Regions from separate parts of the Zea mays genome. Here region 2 is linked to region 1. A link is a contact called in public Hi-C data. All regions are on one chromosome and are shown on one strand. Each heading gives the region's core, a stretch centred on a gene start, on an enhancer-like site or on the middle of the called end of the contact. The rest is flanking DNA. Distances are from core to core; before and after follow the strand shown.

Evidence for each region. A called contact is a pair of places that touch in the nucleus more often than the background predicts.
Region 2: a contact with region 1 is called in a Hi-C map of leaf, with 7 times the contacts expected there. The contact joins the promoter of LOC103639418 here to the promoter of LOC118473414 in region 1. A contact is called at or near these places in 7 of 25 Hi-C or Micro-C datasets (bundle sheath, endosperm, leaf and 1 more) and 1 of 3 datasets of contacts at active chromatin or transcription factors (leaf).

Annotation. Positions count from the first base shown.
Region 1 is chr9:151,835,936-151,841,711 of Zm-B73-REFERENCE-NAM-5.0, forward strand. It overlaps LOC118473414, which reads right to left and starts at 2,431. Exons shown (of 12, transcript XR_004852830.1): 1 at 2,020-2,431.
Region 2 is chr9:151,983,835-151,989,610 of Zm-B73-REFERENCE-NAM-5.0, forward strand. LOC103639418 (myosin-11) reads right to left here and starts at 3,146. Exons shown (of 6, transcript XM_008662164.4): 1 at 2,036-3,146; 2 at 973-1,358; 3 at 1-525. The coding sequence starts at 1,313. It overlaps LOC100193428 (Heat stress transcription factor A-8), which reads right to left. Exons shown (of 4, transcript NM_001138550.1): 3 at 5,718-5,771; 4 at 4,619-4,896. The coding sequence ends at 5,749.

The sequences.
Region 1 (5,776 bases), core at 1,181-3,680:
AGAAATCACGCTTGCAACTAAAATTTAACTACATCAGGCTGGTATGAAAAGAAATGACCAGCTGACCACAATACACTAACCATGATGTTTTGGTTTTTGGTTGAGTAGGTGGATCTGGTTTTCTTTGGCCACGTACACAACGATGAGAGGACTTATGGCAATGTACATCAGTCAAGCCAAAGAAGGATGCCACTGTTCATGCCACTGTTCTGAAGCCTGATATCAGCTGAACAAGTTGAGATTATCAAGAGTTTCAGAATTCGGGTATGCCAGGGTGCATGCCACAAGAGGTGATATGCTGGTTGAGGTTAGTTTTTGTATTTCCTTTCCTTTACGCAATTTTTTCTCTCCTTTCACATGTTTGAATTAGTACTTTGGAGATTGATGTGGGGCATTGAATAACCTAAATTCTAGAAAATTCAGAAAGAGTTTAAGATGTGCATTTCACTATGAACAATTTTCTCTTCAGTTTGTAAGCTCAAGTACGATGGAGGGTTTGGACCAATTTATCTATCTAGAATTGTGAAGCCTGATTCGGCAAGGAGGCTATGGAACAAGCCAGTTTAACCATAGCTGTAGGCTCCTGAACTTGAGTTATAATTTGCAGTCCTGTAGTTCTAAATTTCTGAAACTTCAGTAAAACCAGTGTTCCAAACAGGATTTGCTAAACCAGATATAAAACACAAAACGACTACAGTACTGAACAGTTAGCTAATCCATATGAGGGGGATCGAAGTCAAACTACCTATTGAACAGTACCGAACAAGCAAATCCATATAAGCTCAATCCCCACGGGTCATCAAACATATATAATTGAAGATATAATTGAAGATAATTAAAAAACACAAAACACACCTATTGAGGGCGCGGATGTAGGGGAGCAGTGGTTGAATCTGCAGCAATGGGGAGAGTTATAGGGAGCAGTGGTTGAATCTGCAGCAATGGGGAGAGTTGTGGGGAGCAGTGGTTAGAGCAGCAACTCAACCGCGTAGTTAGAGCACGGTGTGGTGCAAGCCTCACCGGTTGTTCTTGTAGGTGGGCAGAGGTTGCCGAGGTCGATGCGGCGTCGTCGATGGAAGGTGAGCGAGGATCGCGGACCAGATGGGTAGGAGAGCGTTGATGGCGGCCGCGCACCTCCTCCCCACGCCCTCAACACGTGCGCCGTGCTGCTTTGGAGATCCGCGGGCGGTCGCGGAGGATGAAGGTGCGCACCGCGGGGATGGAAGGTGCGTGCCACCTCCATCCGCCACCTTCCATCCGCGGGATTTGGCAACAGACCTTCCATTGGCGCAGGGGCGGGCGTTGCGGATTTCACGGGGTTGGCGCAGTGGCGTTGCGGGCATCCATCCTCAACCTCCTCCTCTCGACCAATGCCGTACGGTGACCTTCCATTCTCCGCTCAATCAAGGAGGAGTTGCGCCACATACCTTCCATTCTACGCAAGTCGTGGCACGAGCAGGGTTGCGCCAGCCGTCGGGGCGCGTCCAAGGAGGATTTGGCGCAGGGGCGGGCGTTGCGGGCGCAGGGGCGTGGCGGTGGATTTGGCGCGGCGGATTGCAGCCGTGGATGGAAAGGATTGCGGGCGCGGATGGAAAGGCAGCGGATTGCGGGGGCTGCGCGTGGAGAAATCGCGGCGTGCTCGCGGCGGGCAGAACAGCGCCTGTGTGGACGCCTACACTAAGAACATATATAGTAGTAGAGATTAGACATTGGAAAATGTTTTCTATCAAAACAAAGGAATATGAAGTTTTAAATATATCTTTATTTGACTACACACCCAAAATAATATTCTATTGAAATAAATATGGTGTGTATATTTCATGTTGAAAACATTACCTAAATAAAATAATAATAATAAATAAAGTAACTAAATAAATAAATTAATAGAATTATTGCACATCATGTTGGAGTTCCATTTGTGCATTAGACTTGAACTTAAATTTAGAACATATTTGAATTCAAATTTGAGTTGAAAAGAGAATAGAAAGGAAAAATATATATAAAAAAGGAGAAACGTACCTGTGGGCCGATTCTGCCCAACCGACCACATCACCGTGCCAGCCCAGTCTTCGCGCCCACGCGCATTGGTGCCAATGATGATCGAGGCCTGCTCGCCAGCGCCCTTCCCTTGCGGTGTTCTCGTGTCAATGGCGCTCCTCTTCTGACTGTGGGCGGGTCAGGGGCGTCGTCCTCACCGTAGGAATCGGGGCGTGCCAACAAATCCAGCCTAAATTCTGCCCTGGGGATCTCCATGGATCTTGGTCGGGTGGTTGGCATTGGCCCTGGGTATAAGACTGAGCCCCGACGCGCATCTAAATCCCGCCGCAATCCACGCCTGGTGCCAGCCGCCTAATCCTCTGAACCTCGCCGTCGCCAGCACAGGGAAGGACCCGTCGTCGTCCACTTTAGTGTAAAGATCCCCTAGTCGTCCGATACCCCTTTGGCCCGGCACAATTGCATAAGAGCCCCTGCCGTTTTCTACAATCAACCCTTAGTCCACTTTAGTGTAAAGATCGTCTCAAATTGGTCCTTTTAATTATAAAGAAGTCCCTACACTCTTAAGTATTAGTACCCGTAGTCCAAAGGATATTTAAATTATGTAAATTGATATGGAAAATGATTTTAAGTATAAAATTAATCCTAGAAACTTAGATAATTCATATTTTGATCATTTTAACTCCGACTTGACCCGTTTGAATTGCGTTAGGTTCATAATAAATATTACCTGTACATTATAACACTAACTTTTATCATGTCACATACTTTTGTAATTGGGTATTTATTTATCCTATATATAGTAGATTAATGAAACCAATCCAAGCAATATGTTAATAATTATAATCTGAATAGAAGGTGATCTCTAACTAAGGTGTGACTTATATTAAAGATAATCTTTAATGTATATCTCACATGATTTATAAAATCAATCTAGGACTTAGTACTAATTGTTTAATCATGTACGCCTTAGTGATTCTCAAACCTACGTCTTCGTAGCAATACGTAGAATATTATTACGCTGTTTGTTCACTTGCTTTGGTGTAATGTTACCATATACATTGTTTGCTTATTGTATGTATTGCTATGAGTAACACCGAGGTCACGAGAAACTCAAAGACCAACTTGGTGAAGTACCTGGATTCTGAAGTCTAAGGCAAGTTGTGCCCTTGATCACTCTCATTTACCTAATAATGTTCTTTGTTAATCACCGTGACATGATCAGGATAATTTGATGGGGCCTAATAGGTTTTCCTAGATTTGTTTACCCCACCCCTTGCAGACAAATGAACTATTGGGTAGACTTGCTATTGCTCTACCTGGTTTTGGAATTAATGTTACATCTGAATTATGATCATGTTCCAATTTTGTTGTTGTTTTAATTATTGTTCATGACAAGATCATTGTGTTAATTGGAACATGGAGTTTAACTTGAAATAATAATGCTACCACAAGGGTGGTATGTGACGCCCTTGGTTGACTGATTAGAAAAGTTAGTGGAGGACTACCATACCCAAAAGGGCAAGGGCGGTAGAGGAGCTGTGGAATAGGGAGGTTCTCGGGTCGATCATGCTGCGATGGCATTTCGGACGAGAGATTCCTATATTTCCCTTCACAGAAACCGTAGCGAGTTTTCTGAAGCTAATGGAACTTTGTAAAGCCCTTGTAGTGCTACCCTGCCTCGTCTCATCGGCAGAAATGAATGGGAAGTCGCGATCCCTTGGTTGTCCAATGCCCTGGTCGTCCACTTTATTGTAAAGACCCCCTTTAGTGTAAAGATCCCCTGGTCGTCCGATACTCCTTTGGCCCAGCACAATCGCATAAGAGCCCCTGACTGTAGATCCCATGGTTGTCTGATACCCTAGTCGTCCACTTTAGTGTAAAGATCCCCTTTAGTGTAAAGATCCCCTCAGCAGAGATGAATGGGAAGTCACGATTCCTTGACAAATGGGTTACACGACTTGTGGGTAAAGGACGCAACCTCTACAGAGTGTAAAACTGGTATATCAGCCGCGCTCGCGGTCAAGAGTGACTTAGGACTCTTGCATGATTAATTTATGGAATTAATCTTAATTTGTCATATGCATTGCATTGTGAGTGTTATTATTAATTGTGATCTCTTATTTAATTGGGTTGGTATCTACTTATACTTAGTAACTGCTAATAAAATTTTGACCAACTTTAAAAGCAACGCTCAGCTTTAACCATCCTCTTGGTAAGCCTTACGTTTCACATGAGTCCCACCTTAAGTGAGCTCATGCACATTATTCCTGAAAGGGAAATAGGCTTACACCTTTTCCTAATCGATTTTGGTGGTTGAAATGCCCAACACAAATAATTGGACTAACTAGTTTGCTCTAGATTATAAGTTTTACAGGTGCCAAAGGTTCACAATAAACCAATAAAAAGACCAAGAAAGGGTTCAAATACAAGGAGCAATAGACAACCGAAGTGTGCCCTGGTCTGGAGCACCAGACTGTCCGGTGTGCCACCGGACAGTGTCCGGTGCACCAGGGAACTCAACTCCAAACTGCTCACCTTCGGGAATTCTGGGGGCCGCTCCGCTATAATTCACCGGACTGTCCGGTGCGCCAGCGAAGCAACGACTACTTCACGCCAACGGTCGTCTACAGAAGACATTAAATGCGCTACAGTGCGCGCAGACGTCAGAGCACGCGCCAGACGGCACACCGGACAGTCTACAGGACCTGTCCGGTGCACCACCAGACTGTCCAGTGACCCAGAAGACAGAAGCTCCAACGGTCGAACCCTAACGGTCGGGTGACGTGGCTAGCGCACCGGACTGTCCGGTGCGCCATGCGACAGCAACCTCCACCAAACGGCTAGTTTGGTGGTTGGGGCTATAAATACCCCCAACCACCCACCATTCATTGTATCCAAGTTTTCAGCCTTCAAACACCTTACAAGAGCTATAACATTCAATACAAGACACAACAAAAGAGATCAAATCCTCTCCCAAGTCCAAAGATCATTCCAATCAAATAGTGACTCGTGAGAGGGAGACTTGTGTTCATTTGAGCTCTTGCGCTTGGATTGCTTTTTTCTTCTTCATTCTTTCTTGTGTTTAACTCAATTGTAACCAAGACAAGAGACACCAATTGTGTGGTGGTCCTTGTGGGGACTTAGTGTCCAGTGTTGATTGAGAAGAGAAGCTCACTCGGTCTAAGTGACCGTTTGAGAGAGGGAAAGGGTTGAAAGAGACCCGGTCTTTGTGACCACCTCAACGGGGAGTAGGTTTGCAAGAACCGAAGCTCGGTAAAACAAATCACTGTGTCATCCGCCTTATTTGCTTGTGATTTGTTTTCGCCCTCTCTCTCGGACTCGTTTATATTTCTAACGCTAACCCGGCTTGTAGTTGTGCTTAAAGTTTGTAAATTTCAAATTCGCCCTATTCACCCCCCTCTAGGCGACTTTCAATTGGTATCGGAGTCCGGTGCTTCATTAGAGCCTAACCGCTCGTAGTGATGTCGGGAGCATCCGCCAAGAGGGAGATCGGGACCAGCGACAAGTCCGCAAGCTCGGGGAGAACGCACTCAAGGGAGTCCGCCCACAAGCACAAGGAGGAATCCTCTTCCTCCATCAAGTCCCAACGGAAGGGTGACAAGAAGAAGAAGATGAAGAAGGTGGTCTACTACGAGACCGACTCTTCGTCACCCTCTACCTCCGGCGCGGAATCGGCATCCGCAACTTCTAAACGCCATGAGCGCAAGAAGTATAGTAAGATGCCCCTTCGCTACCCTCGTATTTCAAAACGCACTCC
Region 2 (5,776 bases), core at 1,896-4,395, 150 kb after region 1:
CAAATATCTACAACAGATGTAGCACTGTCTCTCTCAAAAGCATCTGGCATGCTTACGTGGTTTCTACCTGCATCGCACATAGTTGTAATCTTGCAGTTATCTCTTGTACCCTCTTGAGCAACTTGCCAAAGGCAGTCTTCTTTTATGTCTACATCTGGGTAGCACTCTGTATTCCCTTTCATTGATTTTGGTATGGATGGTACTGTTGATTGGGGTCGAGGTGGCCTTCCCAAAGTAGAAACCATAGATGCGGCGGAGGGATACTGCCTCTGTTTCTCATTTACCATTGCATCTTCATGCCCTCTATCAATGTATCGATCTAGTACTTCATTCTTGCTTAATAGATTGCTTAGTCTTGTTGACCTGCATCGAAGAGCAATGGGAGAGCTAACAGGAGAGTGCCCTGCCGAGCATGAACAACATCTTGAACGAGGAGAATCGTTTTCCATGGAAGAATGATCTTTTGGGATATTTATTGCATATTCTCTCAAAACTGGATTTCCTTCTGGTGACCATATGTTGGGGCTGCAAGTTAAGAATAATGTTAAAACAATTTATCAGATGACTTGCTGAATAAAATGAGCTACGACACACAAGGCCTTAATACCAAAATAAGATCTGCCAAAAAAGTGCTAGTCTTAAAGTGGAACTCAATGACAAGAATACATATTTAGGTGAAAAGTTGAAGGACGTAATGTTTATGCAATCACATCTAGTACAGAGAAAACTTGCATGTGAACTGAAAGTGAACAATCATAAAGAGGACCCCTTTGTCAAAAGGAATAAGCATCTAATAGCTTAAATTAGTAGAATCTGCAGACTTACACAAGGAATGTATCCTGATCTATTTGCCATTTTCTTGATTTGATAACATTACCGACACAGCAAATAGGTAACACTGGCTTATATGCATACATGTTAAATTACAAGGGAGTACCCGATAGAAAATCATCAAGCAAGGGAACCACTTACGCAACATCTTTGACATTCTGAGGTGCATCAAATCCATCATACAAAGTGCATGGAACATCACCAGAGAAACTAAAGCATCGTTCGTCTAAGCAAGTGTTTGTGGCCGGAGACGAGAATGACATGGACCTCCTGAGCTGCTTCGGATTGGCTGGTTCCTCCTTATTCCGCTTTTGACCACGGCTTCTGGATCTTGACAACCTTGTGCTGCAGGAACCAGAACTTTCGTTGCCCACATCTGCCACCAGTGTCTTTTTATGCGTAGTCCCGCTATCACTGCCCGGTGTCCCGTTTTCGTCGCCAGCATTTGCAGCGGAGGACCCAAAGAAAAAGAATCTTCTCATATTTCAGGAATTAGAAGTACGGAAGATTCACCAGAAATTGGATCCCTGCATGGATCGGGTCTTGGTAAGCAAAGCATTAACTATATGAAATATTATGTAGCAAGCTGTACTGTACATCTGAAGTAACAAGACAACAAGTGCTTTCTTTACGAATTAGCCGAGAACTAACAAAAATATTAACAAGAGACTTGGGAAACAAAATCATCCCAGAAAATGAAAATCTACAAGGATTTTTTTTGTAAAGATCGCAAGGAAATGTTCAGTAATTTCCACATAACATTGGAAATAACTAGCTGTCATCTCCCAACTGAAGTTGCACATGTCCTCCACGCCAGCATCTCACTACCTCGAGTAGGAAATCAATCGAACATGTTACACGCACAGCCACCGGCACCAAGTAAAAGCGAACAGTACTTGTTTGGTCCTCGATCGTAGGGCACCGAACCGAACCGCGCAAAATTCAATCAGAAGGGCAACTGAACCAAAAAATCGAAACAGAACCAGACATTCGCCTAGCGAGCCGTGTCCCGTCGATCCTCGATCCCAGAACCACCGGCGATTCAAGGACGCCCCACCGATCCTCGACCCAGCGCACCAATTCAGCCAAAACCCGACGCGGAATCCAGAACCACCCGCACCGACTACACCCGGAACTAAAACCCAACGAGAACCTGGAGCCCGAAGGCCATTGCGGCGGAGTAGAGAAGAAGCAGGAGGCAAACCTGCGGGAATCCCAAGCGTGGCGAGGTGAGGCGAAGTCGGGCTGCGGTGTGGTGTGGTATGGAATATGGATGTGAGGGCAAAGTAACGGTCGGGCGGGGGGTTTTGATTAGCGCCTGCTAATTGCGATTAACAGCTGGCTTTCCTTTTTCGCAGCGGTAAGAAAAAGATACGGGTTTTGAATTGGGGAGCGGCGAGGGGGAGCGGGTTGGTAGGTAGGAATGGAGGACGGCATTTTTTATTTTTATATTTTAAATATTTTTTTTGCAAAAAATAGTACGTGGCGGCGCCAGGGGGGCTGGCACAAAAATGAATGATGACAAGGACTAAAATATAAATACGTGGCGGCGTCAAATGGTTGTCCCAGGATAAAACCATTTGGTGTCAGACCCTGGAGCGCTACATGTTCGTTCACTGGTTCCATCCTCTTACAGCTAGCATCAGACGTGGAAAACCCAATCACACAAATATTGTTACTTGCAATCGTCAGTGGGTGGCCTCAAATTGACATGCCCTTGTATTGTCCATGACACTCTGAGTGCTGTTGCTCTTCAAAATGGGCGTGGCACCTTCTAAGCTTGAAGATAACAAGGTCCTTGTGTTGTGCTGCCGGGAGAGGAAGCGTCTAGCGTCTTGTTAGAGAAGCACTAGATGGAAGATGTGCACTTGCAGCTTCTCACTGTGCTTATATTCTGTCTTTGAGAGAAATAGGTTCTCTTCTAAGGAAATGTTTTGGAGAGTCAATAACAAATGCGTCACCATCTATTTTGTACGTCAATCATATGATGAGTGCAGGGAGGAACTCGGTGAAAACTACTGAGGAAGTGTTAGTTCCTGCTCAATCTTCATCTCCAGGTGCTAGAGAGGGCAGTCAGGACATTGAAAATGCTGATGGCGTTAGGGCCACTTAGGCATCTTCGAGAAATGGGGATTTTTTTTTCAGAGTCAGAAGATGATTTCGACCATCCATCCACTGAAACTCTGGTGCAGGTGTTCAAGAACCAGAATGATGTGCTTGTTGCTAGTACTGACTCAGACCAATTCTCGCAATGGCAACAGCGAAAATGAGATGGCAATGACTGGCAGATCTTCACTGGATGTTCTTCTTGTGGATGGGGAATTGAAGAAACCTTACAATGATGTGAGTAATGTGGCAAGAGATATAAATTCATGCATGAAAAATGTTGAGATATCTATTCTTTCGGGCATGTGATTCTGGAAAAGAAGTCCCATTTGTTCTTGAGGAAGATTAAGTCCAGTTCCGTCCTGTACTACCTGAAGAAATAGGTTAGACAGCAACCAAATAACTTCTGTCCACGACCATTTTTCCTAGTTTCTCTTACAATTCGACATAATATTAAAATAGAAAATGATTTCCTGCAGCACATGGATCAAAGACATCAAGTTCTCTGGCAGCATTGTTTGCTTGCCGCTACGAGGACACCACTGTTCCTGAATGTGAGTTAATTTTGTATGATTGCCTCTTTTTCTTTTTACTCCTTTGGCGCAGTGCTTGCTGTATCTGTGTTACAAATACAATTACAAGGCTTCTTGTTGTGAGTAACCATAATGTGATATACTCAGATAAATTGTTTGAATTTGTCGTACTATAGGTTGCATTCCTCAACGATGGCACCGGGCACCAGCTGCCCCTGTTCGACGTCGCCGGGTACCGGAGCCCTAGCGGCGCAAGGGGAGACGTCTGCTTCTTCCGGTACGGCCTCAAGGCACCTGGGCCAACGACGACAACGGCATAGGCTACCGCAGGTGCTCGTCGATCAGCGAGCTCTACCTTGGCGACACTAACCGAAAACGATCAGCGAGCTTTGCCTCTGCTACACCAGCGGCTACTGCAAGAACGTTAGCGCCTGCAGGTTCGTGCGTGGCGTGACGACCGACAGGCTCCCTGACGACGCTAGCGCCAAGATGGACCCCGCCTCCGTGGAGCAGTACCAAGACATCCTGCTTCGCTTCAACAAGCCCCAGCGCCTTGACGCCAGTCGCCACCGCCCGCAGCCAAACAGCAAAATTATAATTCCCAATTCTAGACTTCAATATCTACGTCCAAACAGAATGCTAGGGATTTACTTAGCTTCTTCTTTTTTTTTCTTTTTTTGGCCTCGCATCAACACCGAGTACAACTCACATTGGACACCACTGTAGAACATCCACGCTTGAAGCCATAAAAAGGAAACGAGAAATAACTCTGGTACGAAAAGAAAAAAACTGTCTAGAGTGGAGCTAGGCACCGAGAGCCATGGGTAAGGGTAATAATGGATCGTGATCCAAATACTTCTTTACAATTCGTTAGAACCCTAAATTATTTCTAGTTTAAAAATGAATAGAAATACAGTTTTGTCCTAATCCGATCCTTAAATTTTATACCGTAAAATATAGAACCCATTGTCACCCTTGTGCCCGCCCCACCACTGACATCGACTCGCGTTACGTATAGACTCTTGGGTATATGTAGATTGCCTTAACTTTCTTTCCCCAGTTATGAATATTGTCTTCTATGGAAGGCTCCGTGAAGTCATTCTGACCAAAAACAAACGGTGCCTAGGAATCTCGTACGCAAATAAAAAAAAGTTCAAAAGTGCTTCATTCATCCAATACGATATTCTATACAACATGAGCAATGCTACCTTGTGTTATGGGTGTGGCTAGGACAATGAGACCTGGGACAAAAACAAAACCCTTGTCCTGTTGCCTTGATCGAGCGAATACGAAAAACGAATTATGCCTTACCAATATGAGTTACTGTATTTTTTTAGTATCAGTATAGTAAATTCTGAGCAATCCCGGTCTTCAGGTTCCCAATGGTGGCTAACCTGCCAGTCTCAAGATTCTGTTCACCACAAATCTGCAGAAACTGAAACCACATCAGTGACGGGGGCCACATTGCTAGTTGCAATTGATGATAATGAGGCCATGAGAGATAGAGGTGTGAATAAAATGAATGTAAATAACTTGGTATACATCTTTATGTTTCAACTAAATGCACTACTAAGGAAGTTCTCATATTTTAATCGTCTCGTTGTTCCTCGTCTGCTCTCAGGCTACGACTCAGTTGTGCGCCACTCTCGGGCCTGGGTGGGCCTTTGCAGAGTAGGCAGCTTGAATCGGCCTGTTAGTGATGGGAGGATACAGGATAGGGCTCGGGGGTTTCTCGGTTGTGACCGTTGCCGCGGCCTTCTATTAATGAAATATCATGAGGATGGTCTTACCCTCCCTGTCCAGTTTTTTATATGTCGTTACACACTTACAAGAAATACTCGATCACTTATCCATTTTTAGTTATTTATCATACAATAAGGTAAGCTCATTTACTCAGTGTCAAAGAAAGAAATACGTGCCTGCCAAAGCTGGCAGTCGTAAAGAAGTAGATTCTGGGTGGGGAACAATGAAAGAAAAATCAAACAGACCCACATCATACATCAAAATGCATTTTGATGCTAGAGGAGTTGCTTATGCAAGAGATATGGACAGGTCAACCCGTAATTATGATATATAGAAAAGCAGTCAGTACTGACCTGTGTTTTGGAAGGAAGCTATTGTATAGTTAAGGAGTCAAATGAATGCTTGACCCTGGTTTGTGTTTGATCATGCCAAGTAATAGTAAAGTTCATGAATAGAACAAAGCGCAAAGGGCTTTTTAATTGCAAAGCACCTCTATCCACTTACGTTATTGGACAAAATTCTCTGGGACCACCGCTCATGCTTCAGTTATGACATCAGCTGAA